Linked DNA regions of Mus musculus: region 1 is linked to region 2. Evidence: chromatin contacts called from public Hi-C data. All regions are on one chromosome and are shown on one strand. Each heading gives the region's core, a stretch centred on a gene start, on an enhancer-like site or on the middle of the called end of the contact. The rest is flanking DNA. Distances are from core to core; before and after follow the strand shown.

The links. Hi-C and Micro-C count contacts between places; a contact is called where the count stands out from the background.
Region 1: a contact with region 2 is called in a Hi-C map of granulocyte-monocyte progenitors, with 2.8 times the contacts expected there. The contact joins the promoter of Sri here to the enhancer-like site in region 2. A contact is called at or near these places in 1 of 39 promoter capture datasets (macrophages) and 2 of 484 Hi-C or Micro-C datasets (the C10 cell line and granulocyte-monocyte progenitors).

Annotation. Positions count from the first base shown.
Region 1 is chr5:8,054,912-8,060,136 of GRCm38.p6, reverse strand. Sri (sorcin) reads right to left here and starts at 3,595. Exons shown (of 8, transcript NM_001080974.2): 1 at 3,498-3,595; 2 at 2,516-2,599; 3 at 715-784. The coding sequence starts at 3,548. It also overlaps the pseudogene Gm15730.
Region 2 is chr5:7,979,368-7,984,609 of GRCm38.p6, reverse strand. It overlaps Steap4 (STEAP family member 4), which reads right to left. Exons shown (of 5, transcript NM_054098.3): 5 at 2,397-4,315. The coding sequence ends at 4,052. Among named protein-coding and RNA genes, the nearest start is that of Steap4, 22 kb to the right of the region's middle. Within about 2 kb of position 3,784, at least 32 of the 459 cell types and tissues checked have an H3K27ac peak or open chromatin away from gene starts, as enhancers often do. A contact at or near this core is called in granulocyte-monocyte progenitors, where this site is marked.

The DNA of each region.
Region 1 (5,225 bases), core at 2,346-4,845, 76 kb before region 2:
CAACTAACCAAACAAAACCAGAGTACGTGGGATAATGAGCCCCAGCCAGAATTCAGCATCTTTGCAACGTTTATTTCCCTACTTGCTTCCTGGAGCACAGTTTGGAGAAGTCAGGACGGTAGGCTATGTGACAAACAGTGGGGCTGCACATACAGCCTGCAATGAATGGAGGACGGAGCAGAAGGCTGGCATGGAGTGAAAGCAGGAAGCTTTCCTCAGCATGAACACATCTTCTCAGGTGACAGAAAGAATGACCTTGGCAGTGTCATGGCCTGCAAGTGTTTGTATTACCAGGGAGTAAGCCCAGAGCCCAGAGATCAGACAGCAAGACTGGCCACTCTCTCAGTGCCACCAGAGTTAGGATAGAACAAGCACTTGGTAGAATCAGTGGTACCTGTTAGCACTTAGCATTAACGATACCTGACCCAGTGGATTCCATTTCAGCACCCTAACTTGTCCTCTGAGTGGGAGGCCACCCAAATGGTCTCACTGGTTCCAATGGTCCTGGAATACAAGGAACCCAAATCCAAGAAGTCCACTAACCTCTCTGGTAAACTGAAATGGCTTGTTAGGAACTCTGCTCAATTAACTTTTTAAAAATAATAGCTTGGTGGATGAGAAGAGTTTGATTTCTTTAAAGGAACAATCGCAGTTCACAGCTGAAGTACAGAGAACAAGAGTATTGTTAGACAGATCCTAAGACCACGAACTTACGCTTGTATCCTCCCGCAATGCCAGACTGTGTTAGGCATCTCTGCAATTCGTCAGCATCAATTTGTCCGTCCTTTAAAAAAATACAAACAAAAACCAGGAAAGGAAATCAGGGTGGTGACTTGCACTTTCAAGCCATTAAGCAGCATTTAACAAGAGAAAATAATTATATGTAGCATTTCTTTAAAGGAATGCCTTTCAAAATTCTTCTTATTCTAATTCCAAAAATAATTCAATGGTGAGAGAATAACTGTCATGACAACAGTCTGCATTCAGTTTGAGCCAAGGAACTATCAAAATCAATCATTTTAAAATTAGTTAACAGAATTGTTTAAAAACATATCCCTCCAACCCTTTTTTTTGAAAGAGGGGGGAAGTAGGGTATATCACAGAGTTGTAGGCATCAGTAAATACAAGGCCTGGTCCAAGGAGAAAGAGGCTCTTGGACCAGTTTGACTCAGCAAACAGGGTCTTCCAAGCACAATTATATAGAAAAGATACAGGGTACCAATACCTACTTACTGGTTGACTGAGGTCAGAATAAGACACATGACATTTTTATGGATTTTAAATAAAATATATAAATCCAAGTTGGTGAGACTCATTAAGTTATAATTAGGAACAAGATCAATAATTTGCAAGAAGATGAATGTGTGGACTAGAGGCCAGCACTGCTGAAAGTCAAGCAGGTGGAGTCACTTACATGCTGAAGACACTGGCAATCTAAGAATGCTTGTCTTGAGGTGTGCTATGTCTTGTGGTTTCAAAAACACGGATCGATAACATATTAAGTAGACACTCGAGAGGAAAGTCTCCCAGTCTTCGACTCAATTTTCCATTCAAATTCTCCGAGCTCTGTTTCTTAGAGTACCACTTCTTCCAAGGTGGCCGTAGAAGTTTGCTTAGCATATTCTAGAGCATATCTGTTTGTTTGTTTGTTTGTTTGTTTGCTTGTTTTTTCAAATCATCATTTCCTTCTTTTGGGCTCTTGTTTAAAACAAGTCTAAGGTGACTAAGAAGGGAGGTCCCCTCTGGACACATCTGGATTATGTCCACAGAACACTTACAAACACACAGTGACCTTGCAACCTAGGAACATGTCCTTCCCCACAATAGCCATAGGCATCGGTCATAACTCTCGGAGGGAGGAAGTAGGTCTTAGGACTTGGGACTAGCTGACCTGCATTCCCTCCGTGGGTCATCTGGCCACATCACCTAATAAGGACATGGAGCGCTAGCTCCAGAGAGCACCTGCCCCTGGGTGGAGGCTACCTTCCGAATACTGATAGCAACTCTTGTGCTTGGAAGCCGATGCTTCTTTACAGCTCTTCTCTACTTCCTTTGTGGGTAAATGATTAATTATCGAATTCAACTGAAAGTAGCTAACTATCATAATTGGGCCATAAAATAATTAATTACTAATATTTGTCTTTAGGTTAGGCAAGCAGAGGTTTTATGTTCAGATCTTGAATTTCTTCTCTGTAAGCAGCCCTTGTTCTATCCTGACAATACAAGTGAGGAGGTATACACTTTGTAGATCTTCAAAGTATATTTATATTCCCCCTTTGGGTCAGTCTAATCCCAGTCCAATCACAAGCTTTGAACTGATCTATTATTGATACAGGCAATACTCTGTCCAAATTTGTCCAGATCTAAAATAAAGACTGTTTTAGTCTTCCTTTCCTTTTACCTTCTTTCAGGCAAAGGGACTCATTTCCAGAGCAAAGACTGTTTTTGTGCCACTGCACTAAATGCTAACACAAACAGAACATAACAATTCTTCAGTATTGAAGGAAAGGCTAACCTGTCCAGCCACAGCAGCAAAGTAACCATATAGCGGATCCTGAGTTTGTCCAGGGAACGCAGGCCCTCCGGGAGCCCCACCATACTGTGAAAAAGAAAAGAAAAAAAAAAAAGGTAAAGGCATCAGAGAGAATTGAATTTATCTTAACCATCCAAGGCTTTTGTACAATTGACGCCTGTGCGACCTTCACAGTCTCTATCTTCCCCACCACCTTGACTCAGCTCAGTGACCCACCAGGCTTGTCCACTCCTGCTCCTGACATCTAAAAGCTGGAGACTTGGTCCAAAACAAGTTTCATGAGAGTGATGGCCACTAAACGCAGACCCACTTTAAAAATCCCTATTAACCAGCTTACAGAGGTCAGTGCACCGGAAGCAACCTGGTGGCTAGGCTTAGGACTGTTTTCCTGTTGGTTTTTACAGCCTTTGCGGTGTTTTTGAAGTACTTGAAGTACTAAGTAAGGCTGGAGTTAGTACAGGGCTGACAGGTGTGGCTTGGGAAGAACAGGGATGGCCGGCCCGGTTATATCTAAAATGAGGGTCCCTCTGTCTCTGACAGTACACCTCCCACATCTGCCTAAGTGGTCTTCCTCTAGGACTTCAGCTCATTTCTCCAGACTTTCTGGTCTCCCTGTCACTTTCTTTTCAAGGGAGTGACCACAGAACCATTCTAGATCAAGATGGCTGTTGTTGCTTTGGGGACATTCCGAGAGAGCAGGAAGTCAACACCAACTTGCACTATCTCACGCCACATATCCGAGTTACAGAATGGGCTTCCTGGGTCGCAGCCCACCCACCGGTGGGCCCTGGAAAGGCCCTTGGAAGAGATGGGGAAGAAAAATGGAGCCAAGGCTGGACATCAGGGTCCAGGCGAGCTCGCAGGGAGCATCTGGGACCGCCCGCGACGCCTCCTCCCGCTCGTCCGTGGCGCCTTCCAGTCTCGGGAGACCAGAGGCTGCTGTGCCCTCGTCCGCTGCACTTACCCCGCCTGGGTAGTACCCTCCGCCCGCGCCAGGGTGCCCGGGATACGCCATGGTGCAGACTGCGCCTCCGCCCTGCCTGTCTGCTGCTCCGCCCGTCCGGCCCAGAGCCGCCCCGGAGCGCACCACGCCGCCCCGCGGGGGCCGCCGCTCGCCGCCACCCACCCCGATCGCCCCGCGGCATCCCGAGTGCCGCCCGTTCCCTGCTGCCTCTGTGCTGTGTCAGCGCCGTCTGCGACCCACACTCGGGCGATGACCCAGGACCCCAGACGAGTTTATATCAGGACCCATTCTCCCTCTCGACCTAGTGGCACATTCCGACATCCACGCACAGCTAGGGGAGGGTTTTTTCCCCCCTTCTTCCTACTGTGCTATTTTGTAGAACATTTACTATTTACACCGGGTTGTTGGGTAGAGAGGACGGGATAAGAACGCTATGCACAACTGTAGGGAAGGGGAGAACAATTCCAGTGGGCGAAGGAGACACTTTACAAAATAGGAAAAAAAAAACTTTGAAAACCTGATGAAAACTTCTGAACCATGCAAGTGGGCTTTTAGCTTTGACTGAGGGTGGCCTGTTTCTTTGCCAACCGTTTAAGCTGAGTGTAGCTCAGGTGCGATTGCTAGGCGTGGGTGTGTGGGGTGGGGTAGAAGAGGGCAGTTTCTAGGCAGGACAGCCTCACCCAGGTCATTCATAGGAAAGTGAATTGTTTAATTTTCTGGATGATTCGAATAGAAACAACCCCAGTGGTGAAGCTTCCTGGAAAGGATGTGAAACTCACGTGGGTTGTTCAGATGTTTCACGGCTTCTTTTTTGTTTTTTGGTGCAATTGCAACAAGAGGTAATTGTTTGCTGGCTCCGGACTGTTAAGGACTGAACAGTGTTGGTTGGTCGATGTTTTGTTTGTTTGCTTTTGACTGTTTGCTCTTACTCTTTCCTTTTGAGATCCAGGTTCTCAGGGTAGCCTCTCATGGCCTCAGCCCCAGATGAGAGTCACCAACGGTTGCCTGCTTTATTGTTATTATTATTATTGTTGTTGTTGTTATTATTAATTTATTTTTATTTTTAATGACGAAACAAAAATATACCTAAAAGCGAAGCTTCTGGAAAAACCATTTGTTCATCCCTGTCTTGTATCGCTCCTCAAACTTGACCTTGGCCTCCCGCCTGACCTTGCGTTTGTTTCAAAGCTGGGTCCCTGAACACATCCTTGTTGACAACAGTCTTGTTCAAGGGGATATCCACAGAGTACCTTGTGGGCATGAGGTGGTTGTAGTTATAAACTTTCACAAAGGACTTGATCTTGGATCGCTTGGCGATTTTCTTCTTGCCCATGGCAGCTGTCACTTTTTGGGGATAGCGGTCAATTCCAGCCACCAGGGCATGGCTGTAAGGGCGGTCCAAGAAGCCATGGTCAATGTTCTTCACGATGACGGCTTTGCGACCGGAGTAGCATCCGGCCAGGACCAGCAACACTTTCCCGGGTTTCATGAACTTGCCCATCTTGACAGCAGGCAGCGGTACCCAGCAGAAAGGAAAGGAGGGCACTTCCGCTCTTGGTTTTGTTTTTAACATTTTGAGAAACACTTTAATGAACAAGACTGACCATAGTGTGTGACCAAGTTCTCTTTGGATACATAAGCTCCAAAACAGAAAGTTCTAAATAGCGAGAAACAATTCCAATAGTCCTTGTGATCACGTAGCAAAGGTGTAGCCTGTTTTACGTCTGC
Region 2 (5,242 bases), core at 2,535-5,034:
CACTCTTGGAATGTGCGTGTGGTGGCCAGGGGACGATGACTGTGCTGAGAGATTGCAAGTCATGACCTCTGAATGCAGCAGCATGACTTCCATCCTCTGGGGTTTCCAGAGAATGCCCAGAGTCCTTTAAACTCCCAGAGATTCAATGGGTTACACATGCTCATTGTTATCATGGCTCTTTTGTGATTCCCTGAGTAGTAGATGTAGCAAGAGTTCTTGATAAATTTCTGAATGAGATGGGCTTCAATGTGGGGCTAGTGCATTTATTTCCCATTTACTGCAGGTTCCCAGTCCTTTCCTTGTCAGGTTTGAAAGCTCAACATCACACATTAAAGCTATAGTTGTCCAGTGTTCAAGGCATTTTGATGCTGGGTCATGTGGTTTGAGTTCAACGAGAAGTCTGCTCTTAGCCCTGTTTGGTGGCATCTGCCTGGAGATGGAAATTTTGTCTTCTAGTTCTCATAGAAGTCCAGGGAAGGACGTGTATCTTCCCTTAGCTGGCCAGCCACTGCCCCTGAGGGCTAGAACGAGCTGTATGAAGCTGCAGATCCAGGTATCAGCTTCAAACCCATGACCACTTCCCCTTTACCTTATCCTGGGAGGCAAGTATTTTGACTCCCCAAAGCTATACTACTGAGAAGCTATAACAAATCTTTCCGTTATATTGCTTGTGATGCTAATGAGTCAAAATAAGAATTAAATATACCTAAATCTTACACGTTCGCGCAACCGGCCAGGAAGATGCAACAAACCGGAATCTTCTGCAGCAAAAGCTTTATTGCTTACATCTTCAGGAGCAAGAGAGCAAGAGAGCAAGAGCAAGAATGGCGAAACCCCGTCCCTTTTAAGGAGAATTATCCTCCGCCTAGGACGTGTCACTCCCTGATTGGCTGCAGCCCATCGGCCGAGTTGTCGTCACGGGGAAGGCAGAGCACATGGAGTGGAGAACTACCCTTGGCACATGCGCAGATTATTTGTTTACCACTTAGAACACAGGATGTCAGTGCCATCTTGTAACGGCGAATGTGAGGGCGGCTCTCCACACCTAAAAGTTTTTTTCTATGTAATGAGTGCATATTTACTAAAATTGTCATTCCTTCAAATGGAAAAAGAGTATAAAATATGTGTTTATGAATTTGATAATTTTTTTTCCTGGAATACAGGAAACACTCCAGCAGAAAGAAGTTTAGTCTCTCTCTCTCTCTCTCTCTCTCTCTCTCTCTCTCTCTCTCTCTCTCTCTCTCTCTCTCTCTCTCTCTGTTTTGTTCATGTTTACATAAGGTGACATGTAGGCTAGGGTTACCTTGAATTCCCCCCACCCCTAAAGAATGAGGAAATGTTTTGGCATGGTTTTCCCTTTTCTGAGGTGAGATTATGTGGCTGTATTTTCATGGTCTTTCTTTGTCCAGCACTCTGTCTTGATAAAGGAGAATTTCATTTTTCTCCATCCTATATGCTTTCAAAGATAATTCCAGGTAAAAGTTTTCTATTTTCTCCCCGAGACTTTCCCTTTCATTCTAAGGGTTCTATGTACTTCCTTTCCAACCGACTTTGAACGTTTGAGGTCCTGCTCTCCCTTCACCTCCCAAGTGCTGAGATTACAGCTACAGCTACTATACCCCTCGAAGTGTAACACTTCTGTGTAGAACAGTTGTCTTTGTTAAAATATATACAGGTCACACAGAACACCTGTTGCCACCTGACCTAACTCTCTACCTGTTAACATGGTCAGATTTGTTCACAGTTTTGAGCCAGGGGGATGGTGTTAGAAAGGAGAGAGGGAAGGAAGAGTCGGAGCTCTTTCCTGGTGATTCATGAAGTGTTAGTAGTCTTGGTCTAAAATCAGGCAACTGTTGTGCCCAACGCCACTGGATCTTTCTTTGATTTCAGGCTTGATGACTGCTTGTATTAAGTACCAAGTTAGACCGTGTTCACTAGATTATAGAGTAGAGTAGAATTTTCACTCTTGTGCTGTACTTAGAAATGGCATTTTCTATGTTATTTTCTTATTTTTTGGCTCTTACTGAAATGGGAACATGGTTGACTCCAAATGCCTCCCTTGACTAAACTCGTGGTGTTCAGCCTGCATCAGCAAACACTCTGATCAGCCCGGTATACTTGGTTGTTCTGTGCGACATGGGGTCCTGGCCATGCTTTTTCCCCAACTTTACTGGTATTCCAGGGTCTACCCCACTCATCCCAATACCCTTGTTCTGCTCAGAGTTTTTTTGTTCTCGGAATTCTTGCATGGCTTCATCAAAGGTAACTTACAGAAGTGTATTCTTTAGATCTTTATAGCTATTTATAGAAAATTACAATTGAAGCAAAATCCCAAATCTGAAATGGTATATCAAGGGAATTGAGAAAGTCATATTAAAAACTGGCACCACAGCAAATGTTATCAAATATTCTTTAATTTTATACTAACTCTTGGAAAATATTCCAAGGAAATAATTGAAAATACAGAAATATTTTGTTAGTACAAAGACATTACCTCAATTGTCCTCTTAGTAAAAACTGAATATACTCTATATGTTTTATTAGGGCAATAGTAAAAGAAATGTCTGTGTTATATAAGAGCTTTATATAAAAAACCCTGGATTGTGAGCAATGTATGATATCATGTACAATATACGATATAAAAGCTAGAAAAATGAAAAATAAACAGTCTTTGTAGATTAATCAGAAAAATGTCAAACTCAATGCCTTTTCTTTATTTCAGTGACACGCGGGAAGATTGTGCAAAGATCTCCTTTTAGCTCCAGGCTAGAGCTAAGGATTCTCAGCCTGCTGAAGGTCACCTTGGGAAAGGCACTGTCCACACAGGAAGCCAGAGCTGGCTGCATCCGACCCATGGTCCACTGCTGCTCGCCTACACCCTAGCACTCCACAGTTCTCTCAGCTATCCTTTCCTCGCTCCGACGAGTTCAGATGATTCCTTCTAACTGCACCACTTACATTGATAACAAAGACAGATTATGGAAGCTACATGTTTGTACTAGAAGTTAATTTCACAGATGCTTAATACTGAACAGTATTTGAAATGTATAATGAAGAAAGCACACCACCACTCCTAAATGATCCCAAACAGCATAGTGAAACTGTATTAGTATTTGCGTAGCTTACTAGCTAAAATTCTGGCTTATCTGACATTTTTGTACAAGGCTATTATCAGCCTGTGTCTGCCTGCGGCACTTGAAAAACCCAATGGATCTTCCACTCTTTCCCCATCTTCCCTCAACTTAGGATCGCTGCTCAACTCTTACCCCATCTCCCCTCAAGCCGTCCTTTGTGGAGGAAGAATCTTGGGACAATTACATAGCTTTCCATATATCCAAGGAACAGCTACTTCAAACCAATTTTGTTGCAGTATAAAATATTTCCCCATAGTAAGAATCCATATTGGTAAAAGCAAGAAATCAAGGGGGTACATATGACTACATACTCACTATGGCACGGCTGGCGTGTGTGTGGCTCAGTAACATATCATTTACCTAACATGCATAAGGCCTTAGGTTTGAGCTCAGCACTACAGCTAAACCCCAAATACCCCCAGATCAGTATGACAATAGTTATGATCACCACTTCTTCCAGGAAACAAACTAACCCTCTTTCTGTCTATTTCATTTGGGGCTTTTCTCCAGGCATGCCAAGCAAAACCTGTAGTATGCCGAGTGCTGCTTTTTCACTTACATCAGCCCTTGAATTAGGGAAGGAAGTTGCACACACTCTTCCAGAACTCTACAAAACATTGCGTCATTCAACTTGCCCATAATCAAGAAGCTTCGCTGTGTGGAACTGTAAATCTAATCACAGTGGCATCCCTGGGGTTTCTGGGAAAGGAAGTGAGGGAGGCCCACAATGAGTCATCACGTGACTGAGGCAGCGAGGGTTCCCTTGCTATTCTGGTCTTTCAAAGTGAGGCAACACTTCCTACTGTGATGATAAAGTTAGGGCCATGACAAGAGAAAATGCTTTCTTATAACTGGACACATTATGCTCTAAACATTTACTGCAATAGTACACAAATCCTGGCAAATTCAACTGTAGCTTAAATATCCGATTTTCCGTTCAGTGCTGATTGTGTGTACTTTGAGTTTCTTTCCCAGCCCTGGCGGATGCGAGTGAGGGTCTTGTCTATGCATGGCATGATGAGGATGCACTTCAGCACCAGCACTGCGCAGGGGATGACGAGTGCCAAAATATAAGCCGAAGGGAGGCTCCACCTTAGAATCGAAGGGCTGAGGAATCTCTTTCCGCCATACACCAAAGTGTGGGCTGTGCACAAGACCAGGGTCAGATAACCCAGTTTGGACTATAAACAAACAAACAAACGAAAAATAGAAGTCAACATCATTCACAACTTACAGTGAAATACTGCATGCCAATGAAACGTACTTGTCCACAACCACAAATTCATGAAGCTGTTATGATAGTTAGAACATTGCTAGGTTTAGAAAAAAATTATAATCTTTCTTCAGGATGATAAAATATTTCATTAAAACTATAAAAAGACTTGTTTATTGATGACATCCAAGTTTTATATTAACCTGACTTGACAAAGAAAAGCATCCTAGGAATAAACTCTTTAGGTTAGGAGACATGAATGCACCATTTCTGTCCACAGAGGGAACTCCTGTTGTGGGTCATCTTATCAGGTGTTCAGGACCTAATGACTTCTACAAGATCTGCATTCTCTCCTGTTACTGGTTCAAGGCCAGAGGCTAGCCCATTTCTATCACAGAGGCTAGCCCATTTCCATCACAGTACTGGGTCAAGGTCAGAGGCTAGCCCATTTCCATCACAGTACTGGTTCAAGGCCAGAGGCTAGTCCATTTCCATCACAGTACTGGTTCAAGGCCAGAGGCTAGCCCATTTCCATCACAGTACTGGTTCAAGGCCAGAGGCTAGCCCATTTCCATCACAGTACTGGGTCAAGGTCAGAGGCTAGCCCATTTCCATCACAGTACTGGTTCAAGGCCAGAGGCTAGTCCATTTCCATCACAGTACTGGTTCAAGGCCAGAGGCTAGCCCATTTCCATCACAGTACTGGTTCAAGGCCAGAGGCTAGCCCATTTCCATCACAGTACTGGGTCAAGGTCAGAGGCTAGCCCATTTCCATCACAGTACTGGTTCAAGGCCAGAGGCTAGCCCATTTCCATCACAGAGGCTATCCCATTTCCATCACAGTATTGCTAAGCTGTGCTTGTGGAGACCCTGAATTCTGAAGCTCAGTTTTCCT